Linked DNA regions of Mus musculus: region 1 is linked to region 2. Evidence: chromatin contacts called from public promoter capture Hi-C data. All regions are on one chromosome and are shown on one strand. The core of a region is the stretch at or near the end of the contact, and the rest is flanking DNA. Distances in the headings are between cores, read along the strand shown.

Region 1 (2,761 bases), core at 129-2,628, 260 kb before region 2:
AGATGAGGCTCCGGGACAAGTGTGACTACAGATACCAGTTTGGAAGGATCAGATGCCAGAAGCATTTCTCAAAGTGGTTGTATCCCAGAACAGAGTGCTTTGGGAGTAGACTCTAACACCTTAGTTTGTACTTGACCCAAATCAGTAGAAGTCTATTCTACTGCCAGTATTTTGTAGAAATACAGTATTTTGTAGAAATCAGTAGAAGTCTATTCTACTGCTAGTATTTTGCCATAGCAATGGGTTATACACTGACTCCAAAATTTACCTAACAACTATTTTTTAAAAGATTTATTTATTTTGTGAATATGAGTGCTCTACCTGTAGAGCTAGAACATGCACACCTGTGTTCCAGAAGAGAGCATCAGATCCCACATGGTTATGAGCTGTCATGAGGTTGCTGGGAATTGAACTCAGGATCTCTTAACCGCTAAGTCATCTCTCGAGATGTTAGTCTTTTGTTAGTACCTTCCCATTTGAATCTGAAGAAGGTACTGACAGTCTTTTTGTTTGTGGTGCTGGCTCATCCCAGTTTGATGAAAAACAAAGTGAAAAGTATTCAGTTTGGCAGCACATGTGTTAAAATTGGAACAATATAGGAACTGGAGAGATGGCTCAGCGGTTAAGAGCACTTATAGCACCTGCAGAAGACACAGGTTCAGTTCCCAAAACCCACAGGGCAGCTCACAACCATCGAGCTCACAACCATCGGTAACTCACGTTCTGTAGGATTAGAACTCAGTAGGCACACAAATTATATATATATATATATATATATATATATATATATATATATATATATATGTATATGCAGATAAAGCACTCACACTTATAAAATAAGTTATTTTCAAACCGTTTTTTAAAAAGTGGATTGACACAGAAAACAAATTAACATGGTCCCCACACAAAGGCGAACGGCACAATCAAAACCTTCCATATATTTGAAACTCATTACTTTATCTATTTAGAAAAATTAGTAAAAATAAACACACACATGCCAAATGAGAGGAATGGATTAAGATGTTTGGGAAATGTTCAATGGAGAAAATCTCTGTCTATATTCAGGGACATTTAAAATAAATTTTCTGGGCGAATAATAATTACAAAGTGACACTTATTAATCGCTTACTCGCTGTGGCTACGACAGATATCACCGCTTTTCTTGGAGGATACAGGTGCTTCATGTTCATGTAGCGTGGTTAAGCACAAACCTCCCCTGCATAGAATATTCACATACCATCAAATTAGAAAAGGAAAATACGCTCTCTCGGCTCGGCCCCTGAGGGACTTCCGGCACGTGGAACCTGGGTTCCGGGGCTGCCGTGGACGCCCGGAGCGTTTAGGTGGAACTCCCGCCCTAGCGACGCGCGCCTGGTTGCTAGGGGCGGAGGCGCGGGAACCTGTGGAAGCTAAGGATGCCTGCTACCCGTGCTTTCGGGCCTCGGTGCTAGCCCACCGGTGGGTATGGAGCCCGAGGTGGGAGAGAGGGAGCATCGGGGGGCATCTTCGCGCTCTCCCCAGCGGTAGCCAGCCACCCACCCGAAGTGAGGAGGAGGTCTGGGAGGGTATGTGTAGGACCTGGTTTCACCTGCTTCCATCTTGGCGTAATCCTCCCCTGGCACGTGCACATGAAAGTAAGCTTTAGCAGTTCAGATAATGGACAGGAGTAGGAGCATTTATAATCTGAAGGGCCAGAAAGAAAACAAACAAGACAACAAAGAACTGCACGCTGATGGTCCTCAACGTTGGGAGTTCTGATCTAGCGCCGACCCTCAGTGAGACCGGGTGTCTTGTAAATCCTCTTACTGTCTGAATCTTTTCCTTTACATTATCATTAGAGTCAAACCAGTCCACCTCCTATAAGCTTCTGCGAGTCGTTTGTTAATCTTTGAACACTGGTGTAGATGTCTTAGTCACAGAGAGTATAGGTTAGATAGACATCCATGTGAAAGATTTGGGAAGAGAGCGTGGATTTAAAAAAAAAATCATTTATACCAGTTGGGAAGTGGCAGTGCATGCCTTTAGTCCCAGCATTGAGGCGGTAGAAGCAGGCAGATCTCTGAGTTCTTGGACAGCCTGCTTGGTCTACAGAGTGAGTTCGTTCCATGACAGCCAGGGCTACACAGTAAAACCCTGTCTCAAAAAAAAAAAAAAAAAATAATAATAATCATGTACACAACTAGCGCCATGTTAAAAGTCTCAGTGATCATACTTGCTAGGCCAGAACACATACACAGAGATTTATTAAAAAGAATATATCACAAGAAAAGTCAGGCCTAGTAGGCACATTCTTAGAATAAACCCGAGTGGGAAGAGTTCTTTTCGATAACAAGTCACGGGGAACTTGCTCAGTCTTGTGTGATTCATGGTAGGTGAAGAGGCAAGGGGCATCTCACTACCTTGCTAAGTAGTACATTTTACAGCGTCATTTCTTCAATATTTGGGTTAATACTGTGTCAGACTGCAAATGTTTGTATAAGACATCTCAAGTCACTAGGATCATATGAGAGGTTTTTTGTTGTTGTTGTTGTTGTTTTGAATCTTTGTGTGTGTGTGTGTCTACAGACAGGATGAGAAAAGTCTACTGAAATAAGATTCATTTCACTCAGTTCTGCCCCCATGACAGCAAGTTAGCTCTATGGATCACAGTTGTATCAAAGGCTATAAAGGAATTGTGTACTACATAACCGAAAGAGGATTTTCTGAGCTCTATCTAATGTAGGCCTTTGGAAAGCAGATTTGGACAGAGACAGATCAGGGG
Region 2 (2,700 bases), core at 69-2,568:
CCCAGGGAAGTCACTGGCTAGCTTTTCTGTTGGCTTGAACCCATGTCTGAGCAGTCTTCTCTGGTGGATACCCCATTACCAGAGGCTCAAGAACTGGAGGTGAAACTAAGGGAGACAAGCAGACGGGGTGGGGGTGGGGGCGGGGGCGGGGGCGGCATGCAAAACAGGTTTGTTTGTTTTTAATTTGGGCTTTGGGCTTTAGCTCAGTACAGAGTAGTTAGTTGCCTAGTAAGCACAAGGCCCTAGGTTCTGTTTTCAGAAGGGGACTTCAGGAAAAACAGCAACAGCTTAAAATGTTAGTGCCTGTGAGAAGGCTCGGAGTGTAAATAGCAACCATTGTGGTAGGTAAGTCTGGAGAACGGAGTGAAGTCCCTGGATCCCCATAAAGAGAGAACTAACTCTTATATTTATACTCTGGCCCCCACAAATCAGTTCTGTTCTTTCTCCCGCTGTACATTGAATAAAGCTATAAAAACCCTTATTTTATTTTGCCCTTTTGAGACAAGTGCTTTGGATAGCTCACGCTAACCTCAAGTTCACTCTATATAACAAGGCTAGTCTTGAAAACACTGCCCCTGCTTCCTGCGTAATGGGATTGCAGGCAGTCTCCTCACTGGATCCATTTTCCAATAGGGGTGTTGAGTCAATCAATGAGAAACCACGCATTTGCAGTAATCTCACCATCTCTGCCCTACTGCGAATCCAAACTGAGGAGGGGGATGAAGGTTGTGTAGTCCTGTTCTTCATCCTGCACATGGATTGTACATATTTACATATCAAAAATTCTACATAAAAACTGTTGAGTAAACGCAATGAGCTTGTTAAGTAGTGCACTGAGAAGTCATTTTAACAGCTGTGCAGTTCTGAGGAAATGTCTTCACCAGTGCTGGGCTCTCACCAGGAGTGCCGTGTTCGCTGTCGGCCTCTTCCCTCCCCTCTCCATTATAACAGTAATCCAAAGAATTTTTGCTATGTCTTAGCGATAAATGTCTTCTCTCTGTAAGTCAACGTTACTAGTCTAGACCAGCTTTTCTGGTTTCTTTCTCTTTCTGGATTCCTCATCCTGCTTCCCGGGTTTCCCCGGCAACCGCAACTGGAAAACCCTTTGGAAAAGTAATTCCGAATTCTGTAACAGAACCCCCGAGGCGAGGCCTCCCCGCGCCTCCCGAATTTAGGTCTGGGGTGCGTGTCCCGCGCAGCAGCTCCTCTGAGCACTTCCTGCCTGGGACACGTCGCAGCTCCGGGAACCAGGACTCACGAATCGCCAGCCCTGCCGGCACAGTGATCCCAGAGGCGCCCGCGCCTCCGTTGTACGGCGGGGTCCATGCCAAGATGGCCGCGCCCACAAGCAATCTCCGCAGGTCTCCGCCATCGAAGCCCCCGGACCCTCTGAAGCGGTGCCCGGGGTGGCCGCCATATCGGCCTCTGACTCCATCGAGGACCTGACAAAGCCAGAGGCGCTGGATCGGAGGAGTGCGGACAAAGCCAGGCGTCCGGAGGAGATGGCTACATCCGAGCCTGCGGAAAGCGATGCGGTGAGGGCGGTAAGGGCTTGGGGTTGGTTTGGTTGTCGGTGATTGGAGGGTGACTGGAGTCCTAGTGGACGAGATTTGAGAATCTGTGGCGTTGTTGTTGAATAGTCTTTTGGGAAGGCCGGTGTTCTAAGGGACCAAGGTATTGGGGTATTATGGGCATATGGAGTATTAAGTGCCCGTGATATTGGGGGCATATGGAGTTGGGGATTGCTGTAACTTTCGGAAATCAGTATTTTGACGGATCTGTCTAGGTAAGTGATGCTTGGGAGCGGGGAGGCATCTGTAATAGTCACAGTGACTGAGTCTGGGTCTGGAAAGCTAGCAAGATCTGAAATGAGGGCTTTGTGATGTATTACAGACGGGAAGCCCTACAAGGATTAGAATTTGAACTGCTTGGGAGCTGGTGTTTTAGGTAACTGGGGATTACAGGCTGCACTGTGGGAGGGGCAGTATTGAGATTTGGAGAACTGGTTCATTTGGAATATGTGGGGATTAGAATTTGAGCCCTTGGGGTCAGTAATGGTGGCATTTCTGGAAGTCTAATAAGCAATGTCTTTAAGAGTCCTCGTTTTGTGTGCTATGACTGGCAGTGAGGGGGGAACCTGGAGGCTAATGAGCAGATGACAGTTGGTGGAATACAAGAAGTCTTATATTGAAGTGCCTATTTGGATGGCAGATTGTCATCTAGGGAGAAAGGGTATCAGTAGTCCTAACTGTCCCTTTAGTGATGGGGTTCTTGGTAGGAATTAATAATAATTATTATGATTCTGTGACTAGGACTCTGAGGCCAAGGCTTTGTGAGTTTTCAGGGTTTTATGATAGAAGGTTCTGTAAGGTCACTGGAGTTGAGTGGAGGTTAGTGACTGTTCTGTGAAGAATGGTAATTGGGAACTTCTATGTAGAGGAGGTTTAGGAAGGTTAGTGACTGAGGGATATTTGAGTGTCAATGGTTAGAAAATTGTAAAACAGAGTATAAGATGAACACCTATTTTATGCCAGAGAATTTTAAGTAGCAACATATAGGGCCAGTCTCTTTTTAAAAATAATTTATTTAATTTTATCGTATGTGCATTGGTGTGATGGTGTCGGATCCCTTGAAACTGGGGTTACAGACTGCCATGTGGGTGGGAATTGAACCCAGGTCCTCTGGAAGAGCAGCCAGTGC

The links. Promoter capture Hi-C pulls out the DNA fragments that hold promoters and counts their contacts.
Region 1: a contact with region 2 is called in a promoter capture Hi-C map of liver, with 2.3 times the contacts expected there. The contact joins the promoter of Wdr31 here to the promoter of Zfp37 in region 2. A contact is called at or near these places in 3 of 39 promoter capture datasets (cranial neural crest and liver) and 2 of 9 other capture datasets (adipose tissue and pancreatic islet).

Annotation. Positions count from the first base shown.
Region 1 is chr4:62,469,516-62,472,276 of GRCm38.p6, reverse strand. It overlaps Wdr31 (WD repeat domain 31), which reads left to right and starts at 1,378. Exons shown (of 11, transcript NM_023597.3): 1 at 1,378-1,458.
Region 2 is chr4:62,207,164-62,209,863 of GRCm38.p6, reverse strand. It overlaps Zfp37 (zinc finger protein 37), which reads left to right and starts at 1,318. Exons shown (of 4, transcript NM_001290351.1): 1 at 1,318-1,535. The coding sequence starts at 1,503. Gm30451 (a long non-coding RNA gene) reads right to left here and starts at 940. Exons shown (of 2, transcript XR_390634.1): 1 at 899-940; 2 at 462-748.